Linked DNA regions of Rattus norvegicus: region 2 is linked to region 1. Evidence: chromatin contacts called from public Hi-C data. All regions are on one chromosome and are shown on one strand. Each heading gives the region's core, a stretch centred on a gene start, on an enhancer-like site or on the middle of the called end of the contact. The rest is flanking DNA. Distances are from core to core; before and after follow the strand shown.

What was found. Hi-C and Micro-C count contacts between places; a contact is called where the count stands out from the background.
Region 2: a Hi-C map of the A7r5 cell line shows a contact between it and region 1, with 3 times the contacts expected there. The contact joins two enhancer-like sites. A contact is called at or near these places in 2 of 12 Hi-C or Micro-C datasets (the A7r5 cell line and the Rat2 cell line).

What each region holds. Positions count from the first base shown.
Region 1 is chr15:21,728,186-21,735,603 of GRCr8, reverse strand. No RefSeq gene overlaps it. Among named protein-coding and RNA genes, the nearest start is that of Ddhd1, 360 kb to the right of the region's middle. Within about 2 kb of position 2,848, at least 3 of the 93 cell types and tissues checked have an H3K27ac peak or open chromatin away from gene starts, as enhancers often do. A contact at or near this core is called in the A7r5 cell line, where this site is marked.
Region 2 is chr15:22,353,917-22,361,334 of GRCr8, reverse strand. No RefSeq gene overlaps it. Among named protein-coding and RNA genes, the nearest start is that of Cdkn3, 140 kb to the left of the region's middle. Within about 2 kb of position 2,499, at least 21 of the 93 cell types and tissues checked have an H3K27ac peak or open chromatin away from gene starts, as enhancers often do. A contact at or near this core is called in the A7r5 cell line, where this site is marked.

The sequences.
Region 1 (7,418 bases), core at 1,599-4,098:
TCTCTTATGTAACGAGTCCTGGACGCAAGCCCTTGGGCACTCGGTCTCAGGCCCTCAGCTTGCTTGTCAGTTAAGGACCTCCCCTTGAGCAAACTCCTCACTTGAACTTCACAAGGTCAGGGTGTCCGCCTGAGGGCAGGACCTGGCAGTTCTCAAAGGGTGCTGTTCTCTTAAATCCTGCTGCGGGCAAAATACATGGAGTCTGAAGACCTGGGCTTCGGTTGGAGAGCTGGGCTAGGCGGAGTTCTCGGTGTAGCTTGAGAGGCAGGTGAAAGGACCTCCTGGAAGCTCTGCTGCCCAGAATTCCTTCGAGTCCAGTGTGTTCAAAGCGCGAGCCAGGAAGGAATGCTCTGTAGGTCTTCATCCAGGGTTTGAAGGCAAGCGTACAAACCTTCTGTTGTTGCCAAATGTAGGCGAATCCTTTAGTGCTTCCTAGCTTTCAGCCAATCCCGAACACATTTACAGTAAATTGTTTCGTCTTGGGCTCCATCGAGACTTGTGCAAACCGGATCAGAAGCAGCTGGTCCGACAAACTTTGGCTTCTAAATTCTAGCTGAAACGCATTGTAAAAAGGAGAGGAACCTGGCCTGGCTTTGATCGAAAGAAACCCTGAAGGTTCCCACCCTGCCTCCCCAATAACCTAGGAGAACAAAACGAAACAACAACAGTAAACAACCCCCAAACTGAAACGTTAACGAAATAACGACAGCAATGTATCCACTTCTGGTCTTAAGGCGGAAGATACGGTTTCCTCCATGTTCCACAAGGGAAGAAAAAAACTGGTCTCTCCTGGACGCGTATGAGAATTGGGGGTTTGAGTAAGAAAGTCTGGATCCTGGTGTTAGTCTATTGCTGGGTAGTCTGGATGAAGTGAACGTAGCTAATCCCCGGCTTTGAGGGACAGTTATGAGGGCTTCAACATGAGACTGTTGGAGAAATAATACCGTGTTCCTAAAATATTCAACCGGAGCCATTGCTGGTGAGAGTTCTTCCGTCAGGCTTCAACTGGGAGCAGAGAGTCTTCGAGTTTGAAGCCGCCCTTGATGATCAGACTCTTGTGATTTCAAAAGCTCTTCCTTCCCTGGGGTTCAAAAATCTCCTCTCGGGTAGCACTGAGATGAATAAAAGAGAAAGTGGGTGCATTGCCTTTCCTGTCTGTGTGAGGTTAAAACGAAATATCCATCCAAACGGAAAAGGGCTACGTCCTAGGATCGAGTAACTTCATTTTATCCTAATATTTCCAACTGGAAAGGATTACAAACTGTGTTCTGAGCATTAAGTGTGAGACACATGAGCAGGAAGTACTAGCATGGAGACACTAGTTGTAGTCCTTTGGTCCTCAGAAAAAGCTGGGCTACAGGTCGGGGTGGCAAGCTGGGTGTTTCTTGACTATCCTCCCTCCGCGGTGGCTTAAAAACGGAGCAAACCCAAAAAAGGCTAGAACTAAATAAATAAGACACTTATCTCATCTATAAAACTTAGGAATATGATTTACATCTCAGAAATCAAGATGCATAATAATTCAGTGTAAGAACTGAAGGTAAAGTTACTTAATGCAGTCCTTGAGTGGACAAAACAGAAGTTTAAATGAAGACTGAGATCATGAGATCTGAAAACATCTGAACCCGGGGCTCGGCTGTCAGCTGGGACTAACAGGGCCATGACTTCATCAAAAGAAACCCAGTTTTGTTTAAGCTACATGTGTTGCTAAGGGTTCTCAGAGGGAAAGCCTTTGAGCATATAAGGCAGTCTCTGAGAGGCCTGCACCTCAACAGATCTGTCTCTATCATCGCTGTGTGTTAGAGATAGAAGAGGATACCTGGGAGATAATTTGAGAAGAAAACTTTTCACCACTCAAGATTTCTTTCAAAGCAATTTTTAAACTCTCAGATTCAGTGGTTTAAAAAAAAAAGAATCACTTATCACAAAGCTCAAGGGTTTTCTTGAACTCAGATCTGGTATTTGCCATGCAGTATTTTGATAAATGGGGGTTAAATGATTCCAAAATACACGGATTGCATTTCCTTGAATATACATGGTTCTGGAAAATGAAAGGGAAATGGCGCTCTGAGCAAAATACATTTGGGCTCTGTTGAACCCAAATATTCCAAGAATACTGCAAAGCTTGCCAACGCTCCAGTGCTCCTGGGCTTGTATAGCCTGGCTCTCTGTTTGAGAATTCCTTTCAGCCCTCCTTTTCCCCAGGCATCTCTACTCATGACAGGAAGTCTGTAACTCAATTTTCCCTTCTGTAAATAAAAGGCATCTCCAAATTGCACAGCCTGCCATCCAACCCCCAGGAAAGAAGGGAAGACAAAAGCAGGGTTTAGTGGTTTTTATCATCCGTGCAGGGCAATCACTGTAAGGTCTTAGATGGTATGATGCCAGGTGGCCGTGGGGACCTTCCTGATTAAACAGACAACATCAATTCTCGGGGACTCTCCCTCAGGACAACGAGCACAGCATTAAGCGCTGACGTAAATAGACGGCTGAACTAGTGGGCACTGCTCTGGCCAAGTTTAGCTATAAGTACACGCCGCTCCTTTGTGTAGGGTGATGCTTTGAATGGGGCATCCAGGCAGCCGAATTAAATTAAACAAAAGCCACGTTTGGAGGGGGAAATGGTTCCAGTAACAATAAGTGCTTGTATTTTCCTAAATCTCCCAGAGCAGGATTAAAATTTATTGAACAGATAAATACTTCGTTTCTAAGTCAGGGAACTCGAAAGTCGACAAGATTTGGAGATTTGAACATTTGAGGTTCTCAGGTTGGCAAATAGGTCAGCAGGGCAGAGCTGAAACATTCCCGCCTGCAGGTCTGTTTGCTTCACTCACTGCTGCCGTGAGAAACTGGGCGCATTCCCTCAACTTGGGAAGCAATGAAGGAGCCGTAAGCACTGGGGTTTGTGAATCAACAGCGAGGAATGGCGTTTAATATTTAAATATGTCTCATGTAGCCATTAAAGATCTTTTACGAGTGTTAAAGCGTTATTAAAGCAAGATGGTCTCTAGGTCAAGGGCCCTTTGCTGGCACTCCCAAAGTGCTAATGAAGTGAGCAATGTCTCCTCAGAGTGAATGGCTGCCTCCAGCATTAAACCCGGTGTGTCCGTGCAGTTAAAAAATTCCCAAGGAGAAAAAAAACAAAAAAAAAAAAACAAAAAAAAAAACAGTCAACCTGAAAATTATCCTAACCCGGGAACTTTTATTTCCATTGTTTGAACAACAAAGCTGCCTCTGTAATTTACTAATGGGGGTGGGGTGGGGGTGGGGGTTGGAGGAACAAGGTGGAAAATATTGACCAATGAAAAGCGACTGCGTTGGTAATGGGCACCCACGAGAATGCCTAGCACCCAGTAGATCACTTATGACCCTGGAAATTATTTATCCAGCTCACAGGTGGAGTTAAGTCTACTCTCATCTAAGTCATCTGCTGGTTCCCAAGCGATCAAGGGAGGACCGGAGCAGGGAAGAATGAGGCTGTGGAAAGCCTGACAAGCCAATAAAAAAAGACAAACACCCTGCATAAGAGGGACATGTGAGCAAACCTGGATGCTTTACATTTTATATAAGTGATTGTTTGGAAAGACCTAGTTATGAGTGCTACCCAGACCTACTTTATCACAACCTATTGCCAACCACATCCTATAGGGAAGCAGCCACAGAAAGGGACACTAGAGAATGTATCCATAGAAAAACTCTCAAACACTCTTCCTTCCTTTAACTCCAAATAAAATAGACTCCCTCACTGATCGGCCATCAGAGTGAAACGTTTATCACCAAAAGTAATTTGACGACGACCCACATAGGAGAATGAAACACGCATGTCTGCGGTTTGCATATCATACATCCGATACGAAGTCGCGTGACCACTTGTCTTTACCCTGAATGTAGCAACTGACTGGTTCCATGAAGCATTTTTTAAGATACAAATCATAAAAGGTTACGTCATAGCGACATCAGATCTCTGAGTTCTGGTCCTCTGAGTTCTGGTTTTGGTGGTATGTGATTTTTTTTTTTAAACGGGCATGAAAACAAAGGATAAATCAGTCCTTGGTGGGTTTTTTTTTTCTGCTACATTTTTATGTCAAAGCATTTAGACATTGAATGTCTTCCCATTAGCTTATGTTCCGTCACTAGGATGCTATTACTCACACTGTCACAACACCCAACAGGCATTCAGCAACCTTCTCTGATGCTGTCACCTGCACTGGACATGGAGGGCATAGAGAAGCTCATTCGAGATGCACCTGAGGCAGGACAATGGGTGAACTGGAGTTACAAGAAAGAAGCCGAGAGCCGAGGTGGTGTGTTGTGAGTCAGTATATGTGTACATACTTATTCTTGTGTCTGTCTGTCGTATGTGTGGATCCGTCTTTATTTCCTTTGGGGACCGCACTAACCCTTACTCAAACTTTCTCAATGCATCTCTGTTTGATTCTTCTCATCTTCCCCGACTCTATCCCCATAATTTCAGCCCTGGCCCCAAGTCTACTTTTTGACTTTTTGAGATGCTTTCCAACCCAAACGGCCCAGTCCCTGATTCTTCTCAATTCTAAAGTCTGACAAGAGACAGAAAGAGAGGAGAGAGAGAGAGAGAGAGAGAGAGAGAGAGAGAGAGAGAGAGAGCGCACCCCTAACCAAACACCCTTGTTACACAGGTCATCAGCAAGGCTAAGGACAAGCCACCCTGGGAATCCCATATGTCCTTTCCACACAGCTAAGTCTTGGTAAACAGAAGAGTCCTGAACTCTGTGGCCCGAGAAGGAGCTAGCTCACAAAGCATTATGGACCCTGAATTGTGAAACTGCTTGAGACTTCTTCTCTCTGAACTCTGCTTTAAGCAACTGCTTGTTCTCTCACTACCATCTCAGTCACCACTTTAAGCATTCCAGAAAGTGAAAGAAATGGAGAGCAAATGGGGAACAGTCCCCTGGGCCACAGCCATACCTTGAAGTCACAGAAGAAGAAGAAGAAGAAGAAGAAGAAGAAGAAGAAGAAGAAGAAGAAGAAGAAGAAGAAGAAGAAGAAGAAGAAGAAGAAGAAGAAGAAGAAGAAGAAGAAGAAGAAGAAGGAGAAGAAGAAGAAGAAGAAAATTACAGTAGAATTCGAGTGTGAACACTTTTCCAAACACACCTATTAGACCACACTGGACCTCGGAGAACTTATTTGACTCCGAAAGAACACGATGAAAAAGAGATCCTCCTCATCCTCAACTAAGACAGTGAGAAATTCGCTAGCTCAAAAGTCATTCTCAAATACATCTGCTTTTACACGTTAATGCACTGAAAATTACTTGGTGAACAGGAAAATCGAATGGCTAGGACGCCACAGGCTCTGGAGACGAACAGCGATGGTGTTAATTTTGAGGGAAGACCCCGTCCAGTTGCATTTGCAGTTTATCATTAGAACTGTAATTCATTGCCTATTAGCTCATATCGATGCCTACCTATAAAACTGTTCCTCGTGTTTACAATGGGAGGCCTTGAGGATTAGCATCTCATAAATGGGTGAATAACTGAGAGGCTCTGCTGTAGCACACACCTCATCAAGCTTTCTTCTTGAGTCTTAAGAATGTCTTTAAAGCTCAACACTAGACCTCAATTGTACTTGAATTGCTCACGAGGAAAAAAAATGGAGCTTATGTTAATAGACTTGTCAACATGTTTTCTGCTTTAAATTGGCCAGTATAACTGGTCAGTGGAAAGAGCTTTGTCATTTATGGTGTGACATCATCTAGTGATGATTCTATCATCTTTAAAAGACTAAAGGATAGGTAAGAAGAAAAAAAGAAGTCAACCCTGATCAAACTGGTTGCAAAGCAGACTAAATTGCTAAGTTTACAGAGTGAATTGGATGCAGTCAATACAGAGAGAAGTAGAATGCTGGGGTAGGAAGGATCCAGGACCACACAGGAGTATATCACAGTGGTATCAGTACATTACAGAGGACCCCATAATAAAACAATGTGATACAATCACACTACCCAAGGAGTGCAATTAACATATTACCAATTTAGTCTGAATGGCCCAAAAGATGGAGTCGGGATTAAAATGAACCCAACAGATGTGAAATAATTCTATCCTTTTCCATAATAAAACTAAATTTCACATAATACCATTATAAGTACTTGAAGCCTAGGGGATAACGTCAAACTAGTCAAATACAAAAATGTGAAGGAAAAATGTTCAGAAACAACAGTGACCACAAAAAAAATTCCTAGGCCGTCAAGAGCTGAAGCAGTGTTTATTTTTCTTATGCTGTGTTTTGCAGTCTATGTAATGGCGCCTGTGATGATAAACTGAGACTACTCCATTCGTGCCATTTTTATTTTAATTCCTCGAGGTTACCTCTACAGATAGGTTTTAATAAATTCTTTACCTTGAGCTCCATATTTATGAGAAATCACCCTTTCCACTGGAATAGAACCTTTGTGAATAACCCCCATATACGCTCATTCTTCGGCCACCTCTTGATTTGCCTCCAGTTTCTTCTGACTTTAGACAAAGATAGCACAGAACAGGAAATGTTAGACACTCGATGTCGCAGAATGCTAAAGCCCACCCTATCCCATTCTCTCTTCAGAAAGAGGAACAGAGAAAGGCTTGGAGTTCTGTCACTCATCCAGACGAGCAGCCCAGTGGCAAACCATGGACTCCAATCCAGTCCTCCTACTGTGACTTCATTTTCTTTCCCTTTCTCATCTTCAAACACTAAACATTTACCGCCAGCTCCCACCACCTTCTCTTCCTCACACAATACAGAAGAAGCTAAGCCAAGAAAGAGTAGGTCTCTATCTAGGGGTGTGTGTGGAGGGGGCATACATGGACCCAGGATAGCCGTTGTCCACAGACAGCAGCCTCAGGAAAGAACTGCCACAGAAATGTTCAGTTTGGGAAGACACTGGGCATGGGAAACTTGATCTAAGTTCCAGGACCTAGAAATGCTTGGAAATGAATGTGTCATTTGAGCATGGGAGAGGACAATTTCAGAAAGTAGCTTGGTGTTGATTCTTGGAGAGTCAACCCCTCCCTTCCCGGCCCCCTTGTCAATTTAGTTGTTTGAGCCTATTAGAATGTAATCCACAACTGGCAAGATGATTCAGTGGGTAGATATGCCCACTGCCAAGCCTGAGGTCCATCCCCAGGAACCACATGGTGGGAGGAGAGAACCAACTCTCATAAGTTGCCTTCTGACCCACCCCTCAACACATATATCCTAGCAATATCCTAGTACCTGCGCCCGCGCGCGCGTGCGCACACACACACACACACACACACACCAAAAAGTGATGTAAAAATATTGTAGATTACATCCACTTAGAATGTTACTTCAGATTTAACAATCAAACCTTCAAATATCAAACACATTGTATCAACCTTCTGCCTAGGTGACTTTTGTAAATAAATCCACATCAACAC
Region 2 (7,418 bases), core at 1,250-3,749, 630 kb before region 1:
TAGTTTTCGGCCTAGACCCTCCAGAATGGCGAGAGGCTCAAGAGGGGCCAGCACTCTCACAAGATGAAAACTGAGGCCTTGGATTTCCCAGCGGCTGTGTACCCCGTCATCCGGCCAGACTCCTCCATCAGCCCTTCCCAGCTCCAGGCACATTCGCAATACAAGGCAAGAGCTTAGGGACTCATCAGGGCCCCACTCTAACAGACACTGTCTTTTTACCGGAGAATATTCAGATTAGAGTTTCTTCTCTCTGTCACCACCTAAGTGATTGGTGCAGACGGCCACTAAGTTACCCAGAGCCTAGTGACCAGTGAGAATTAGTTTGTAGGATGGCACTGAAGAACTCTCTATAAAGGACAAAGAGGGAGGAAGCTTCAAGGAAGTTATTTGTATTCACCTAACATTGGGTTTGTTAGCTGAAAAGCAACATGTCCCTAGGCAGATCATGCCAAGCCGGCACAGTTCTCACTTTGGAAGGTCTTTATGGAAAGAGGGGAAGAAGTGAAGAGAGAGGGAAAAGAGGGCTATGGGTTGGGGTCCGTGTCTTTTATCCGGGGTTGTGATGTAGGTGACGCTGGTGATGCAGGTAATACACGGTTGCCATGGCAACGGATGCAGGAGGGTCCTTGTCGCCCAGAGATGACATCATCACTGTATTCAGAGGCTGGCTGTAAACAGCTTCCGAGGCTAAGAGGGTTGAGGACAAGGAGGGGACAGAAAACAAATTCCTAGAACGTTCTCTTTGGAGCCTTGACTCATGTAAGCCAGTGGGAAGGGCAGAGGCTTGTAGATGCATCTCCTGGTAATAGAGAGTCTGCTTTGTTACAGGATGAGAGGAGGAGAAGAAGGAAGAGGAGGAGGAGGGAGGGGAGGAGTGAGAGGAGAGTTAAAGTAATCATAAAGGAAACGTCTCTACAGATGGTTTTGAACCATCGCCTATATTGTGTCTGGCTACCTAGAACAGCCAACAGTGCCTATTTCATCTGTTAACTCCACATTCAGTTAGAGGCCATGTGCAGAGCAGTCAAAAGCCAGAGGCAGAGGAAGAAGGACAAAGAAGGAAAGGCTCGGGCAGCGTCCGCCTGTGGGTCTTGGCACCCTGGCCCTCCGGCAGCCACACGAGCCTTTCCCTGGGGCTCCAGCTGCCAACATCCCTCATAACCGGTCGTCCCACTTAAAATAATGAGTCTCAGAGTCCCTCGTTGGATTCGATCATTTCTCATGGTGTGGTTCAGGAAGAATAAATTGGTGTTTCAGAGCCTGCCTGGATTTATTGTAAACAGTCTCTCCCCACTCAAAGTGGCCTGCCGTGTGACCCTGCGTGGTTTGGCTCAGAGCGGTTTGGCTAGGATGTTGGCTCCATCACGGAGACACATTTGCTGTTAAAATAACACAGCCACAAGGAAATACACCTCGTTGTTGGCCGAGTGCATGTTTTCTTAGGAACTGGGAAGGATTCCTCTCTGAGTCACCTTAGCTGTTGCTCTGAGTCATTCCAGGGGGTGAGAAGGAGAGAGACAGAGCAGGGAGTGATGGGAAGGCCTGGCCATCATGACTCAGCCCTTCCCCACTCTTGACCTAGTCTGTGACAGGTGCCCAGACCTCCTCGGCCTCAAAGAAACCCCTAGAAAGCAGTCTCCTTATTGGCCAGGAGGGTAAAGACAGGTCTTCTGTTTGCTCAAGAGGTATCCAGTGTGTGTAGCGTGTGGTTTTTTTCAAGGCTAGTTTTCTAAGACTCTGAACCTGGTCCTACTTAAGGTTGGCCCTGGGTGGTAGTGATCTCTACTTGTAGCATCCATGGGCCTACTACAGGCACAGAGAGGCTGTCTGAACCCCCTGGCTTACTCATGAGTTCTCCATGGCTCTGGACCTTCCTGGGTCTCAGTGGACCCTGTTGGTTTTTCCTCTTTTCCTCCTTTCGCTTGCAATCTCAAACCTCCCAGAGTCTTGCCTCTGGATTTGACATCTGCTCAGTTCTGCCCGTATTTTGATGTGGCCAGGCCGGCTTCCAGTTTGCTATCCTCCTGCCTCAGCCTCTATGGTGGTGGCAATAAAGACATGGGCACTACTTTAACTTGCTATTTATTTATTTATTTATTTATTTATTTATTTATTTATTTATTTATTTTTGCAGGGAGAGCGGTCACAGGTTTGTGTTCTCTGAGAATCAGAATGAGACCCACCTTAACATCATCATTAGTTTAATTGCATTGGGTTGGCAAATTTGGATCAGTTATCTTGTCTAATCCTTAGTTTCTCCAACCACACAACAATCTACCACGGAGGTAACTAACTTCCTACGGTCATGAGAACTGAGAGGCAAAGGTTTGTAAAGTACTTACTTACCAGGTACCTAGACTTATTGAGTGTTGAGAAAAGGCTACCGCTGTTATGTCCTGTTGAACACAGAGGCCAAGAATGTCACTCTGAAGAGTCCCAGGGTATGACTCATTGGAAGGCTTCACAGTGTGCCGGAGTATCTAGCCATCAAAACTGGAGAGGGGCCCAGTCTGGCAGGTACATCCTGCTGATCTCGAGGCCGGTCTGGACAGGAAGCGTGTGGCTAGTTAAGGGAAGGGCCCCTTCCCAGAGGCACGCAGGCACGTCTGGAGGGAGGATTCCAGATTCACCAGTCTACAGTAGCTCTGAGGATCCAGGCAGGCCCCGAAGCTTAGTAGTGGTGCTGGTTTGGTTTATTTCCACGTCTTCGGCAGCTTGAGTGGCTGCTTCCTTCTGCGTTTTTTTGGACACAGTCAAAACAGTGTACCCAGAGAACCCTTTGGCCCAAGTTCACGAGCTGAGCCCAACCCAGGGCTCACAGTTAGACATGAAATAGCAAACAGAAGCGAAGCAGACAGGCACCCACACCTGGCGGCTAGAACGAGCAAAACAGACGCCCCGGGGAAGCGGGGAAGACTTTGTGTGTGAGTGCGGGCGGCCTTATGGGTTTACCATTCCACCTCCAGCAGCTTCTAGAAGGCTTTCAAAGTGAGGGAGTAGCCCCTCAGGACTGCTGAAGGCCGGCACCTGCACCAAGAGCCACGCCCACAGCTCCCCAGAGGACTCTAATTTATGGAGAGGGGGATTCTGAACTCAGCTGCATTCTTGTGGCTGGGATCAAAAGGGCTTTCTTGCTGACCACAGATCACATCCCAGGAATCCTCCCTGGACAGAACATTCCTGAGAATGAATGTGGCTTTGGCCACAGTCTGCCTGGTGGAGCAAGACTGAAAGGGCACAGAGCCAAGACAGATTTCAATGCCCTAACGAAGGCTTACATATCTCCCAACAAGAGAAGTGTAGCTCTGAGACAAATGCCACTTTCCCAACCACTTGGGATGGTTTGTTCAAATAGTTTCATCCCAGCAGATAACTTTGCTTCCTCTGAACTTAGTGACTTGGGAATGCTGTATTTGAATTAGAGAGAGAGCGAGCTTCTGGGACACTATACCACATGGCCTCACACTCTTGGCTAGCTTCACCCCTCTAGTGTGGCCCTGACCCTATTAGCGTTGTGAATTTGCAGCATCGGGATTAGGTTTTCACTAAGCCCCACCCCTGAGCCTGTATTCCAGCTCTGACAGCTTGACTGGGCAGGATGCTTCTGGGTCTTCTGGACCAAGGTGCTTGGAGCAGCTGGAGGAGGGAAGGGACACGGCTTGGGTGGGAAGGCAGGTGTCTGCTGGCGGGACTGTGTCTGGTAGTTCTGAAGTGGTGAATACCAGAGGTCAGTGGGAAAAACCAGCCTGCCCAGTTGACATACCCAGTGACCTCCACAGTTCACCTTTCCAGAGCATTCTCAAGAGTGGCCATTTTCATGTGTTCCAGGGCAACCTGTTCCCTGACAGGGTCAGCAAAGCTGTGCTTCCTCCTCTTGAAGGGTGAGTAAGCCTGGCAGAGAGAAGGAAGTGTGGGGGAGGGATGTTCCTTCCCCTGCCAGCCAGCTCTGTTTATGCAATTCCTGATTGTCTCCAGAAACGGGAAGAAAAGTGAGACTTGGTGTAGGCAGAGCCCCGAACACCCTTTCAGGTGACAAATGACTGCGCCCCAGATAAAGAAGAGTAAGGGGGAGATGACTGTCCAGCCTTTTCTTTCCCCACCCCCACCTTTTGCTGGTCCTGGGGGCGTAGAACTCAGTCTTTGCTCATGTTAGGTGAGCATCCTAGCACTGAGCCACCTCTCTAAGTTTTGTAGTTTGGGGTCCTTGTCCCAAATAGTTCCAACTATGTGACCCAACTGACTGGGTCACACCAATGATCCTCTTGTTTCAGCTTCCCAAGCGCTGGGATTTCAGGCATGCACATCCAGCCTGGTCTTTATTTCGTTATCAATGAAACCAGAGCTGAGAGTTTAGTGTAATAATGAAGAAATAAATTATCAGACTTGTACATCTGTAAGGGCAGAGCCAGTCACACGCTAAAAACGCAACACAAGTATAAACATGCATATCCGGCTCCTGGCTTCCATTTCTAGTACAATGGCTTCCAACCGCACGTTGATACACATCTTGCTGATAAGAGGAAAGTTCTCTCCTGTTCTTCCTAAGGGACTGAGTGCGTGGTGGGTAGGTCGTGTGTATAGCTTGACTCTTCCTAGATCTCCAAGCACAGGAGTAAGGGAAGAGGGCTGGGGAGGGGAGGTGATATGAGAAAGAATTGTCAGGAGAGCATTAGGTGACAGTTGATGGCCAGGTCATGACATGGTATGTGAAACCCAAGGAAAACAATATTCTCAGTGCCAAACTATTAATTACTCGAAGGGCAGAATTGCGCCTGTCCTCGGAGAATGCTAAAGAGAAAATGTGCACCTTTCTACAGCTAGCATTTTGTTTTTCTCTCCTTTTCTACAGATAGGGGAGAGTTTCACCTTTTGTTTTGTTCTGTTTTCAAGACAGGGTTTCTCTGTGTATCCCCAGCTGTCCTGGAACTCACTCTGTAGACCATGAACTCAGAGATCTGCCTGCTTCTACCTCCTGGCAATAAAGACACACAGTGCCCCAGCATCGCCAACACTGCTAACCTCCATCACCACCTGGCCACTTTCTTAGTAAAAAGATGCAGGCAGATTGAGCAATTGCTTGTCTACGCAGATATTTGTTAATGTAGTTATGTATGTTGAGAATCATCTTGTTACGGTTGGAGTGTGAAATGTCCTCCTCAGACCTATGTGTTTGAGCATTTTGTCCAGTTGCAGTGCTGTCTTAGAGGTTTTAGGACCATTGAGACCTGTGGCCTACCTAACAGACGTGGGTTGCTGAAGTCAGGCCTTATCTGTACCTCTGGTTCCAGCCCAAGTTCTGCTTTCCAGTTGGCAGCCATGACTCGAGCAGTCACCTCTGACCCTGGCCGAGCTCCTCGTTCTGCCCTCCCCACCAAGATGTACTGAAATCTCTTGAAAGCATCAGTCAAAATAAATCCTTATTGGTGAAGTTGCTTCTATGGGTTATTCTGACACACGGATGAAAAACCCAATATATTTTTCAATTTTATACCTTATTAAACAAATTTATTAATTCTCTTCTTCCCACATCAGCAACATTGGCAGTCTTTGCCCTGAGTCACTTTGATGTGCTGCCCAAGCCCCACCTTGTTCTGTTTCAGACACAGCTGTATTTGAATTGGTTCACTCAAGCCACAGCCATCCCTTACACAACAGACACAGTGTTACAGTTTCTTTCTCAGGCATTCCCTGCATGTGTATTTGGGGTTTCCATAATGTAACCTTTATCCTGTAACTTTAAAAAAGTACCTTGCAAAAAAGTTACCTTTAAAAATGAACAGTGTAGGGGCTGGGGATTTAGCTCAGTGGTAGAGCGCTTACCTAGGAAGCACAAGGCCCTGGGTTCGGTCCCCAGCTCCGAAAAAAAGAACCAAAAAAAAAAAAAAAAAAAAAAAAGAACAGTGTAACAGGAGATAATAATTCTAAGCCAGTCTCAGAAGGAAAATTATCATGTGTGGTTCCAACATTATATATATGTTTATGTATATGTACATGTATATATGTGTGTGTATGTGTGTGTATATGTATATAGATAGATATAGATAGATATAGATAGATATAGATAGATATATAAGACATGTAAGTAAAAGCAAAATTGTCCATATGAACAAAGGAAGGAGGAAGAGACAATAAAAGGCGAAGGACAGAAAGGTGAGAGTCATAGTTAACCTATAATATATGCTTATATCAAAGTGTCTTTATACAACACAGTACCACATACAGTGAATAGATATAGTAGAAACATTTTAATTAATGTTTTTCTTATGTCCTTGAGAACTCTGTACAATGTATTTTGATTACATTCATTCCAGCTCAAGCCCTTTTTCTTTTCAAACATTTCATTTATTTTATGTATGTGAATGCACTGCCACTGTCTTCAGACATACCAGAAGAGGGCATCAAATTCCACTATAGATGGTTGCTGGGAATTGAACTCAGGACCTCTGGAAGAGGAGTCAGTGCTCTTAACCACTGAGCCATCTCTCTAGCACAGTTCAACTCTTTCCATAGCTACCCTTACTGTTTTCCTCTCCCTAGTTGAGCACCTTAGAGTTTTCCTCCTCTTATTCTTCTTAGTCAAATAGTGTTGGTATTGCCCACCTACCTTTGGGAGTAGAGCTTTTCCCAGAGCATGGTCAGCACACAAGGGGTCGAATCATTAGAGAAAACCACGCTCTCTTTTCCAGTGGCTATTGAATGCCAGTAAATCCTCAGGAGGGGGTGGGATTCTGTGCTCACACTTTTCCCTTCATGCTGAATTTTTGCTTGGAGTGAGTTTGCACAGTTCTTGTAGATGCTGTCATAATCTCTATGAGTTCATATGTGCAGCTACTCTGTGCCCCCTACCCCCCAAAAACCCTCTGTCTTTCTTGAAGATCTCTGAACTTTGGTTGGAGGATGCGGGATGATATGTATGCCCCATTTAGAAAGAACACTCTTATTTTGTACACATTGACCGGATCAGGCTTTTCGTGTTAACTGACATCTGGTACAAGAGGAGGCTTCTCGGATGGGGGTTGAAAGATGCTTTGAGTGTAGCAATGAGTCATTTTAATGCTATTTGCATTCGGCAGAATAAGAATATTGGGCTCTCTCCTGGGCGTATGACCCGTCTGTCAACGAGCTCCTTGCCCTGTACCAGTATGGGTTCCAGCTCATGGAATGGCCCTTAGATCCAATCAGTAAGCGGTTGGCCACTCCCAGATTTCTCCTGCCACTATTGTACCAGTGGGTACCTCTCGCTCTGTCAGCCACTGCTGTAGCTGCCAGGGTGCAAAGCTGGGTGAGACTGATCATCATTTCTCTTCAGGTAGTGTACACACACACCTTCCAGCATTATGAACACTAGACACAAGGCATGACGCTTCCAGGCGAGTTCGTGTTCTGTGACTTGACTACGTGTTGTCTTCTGTACACAA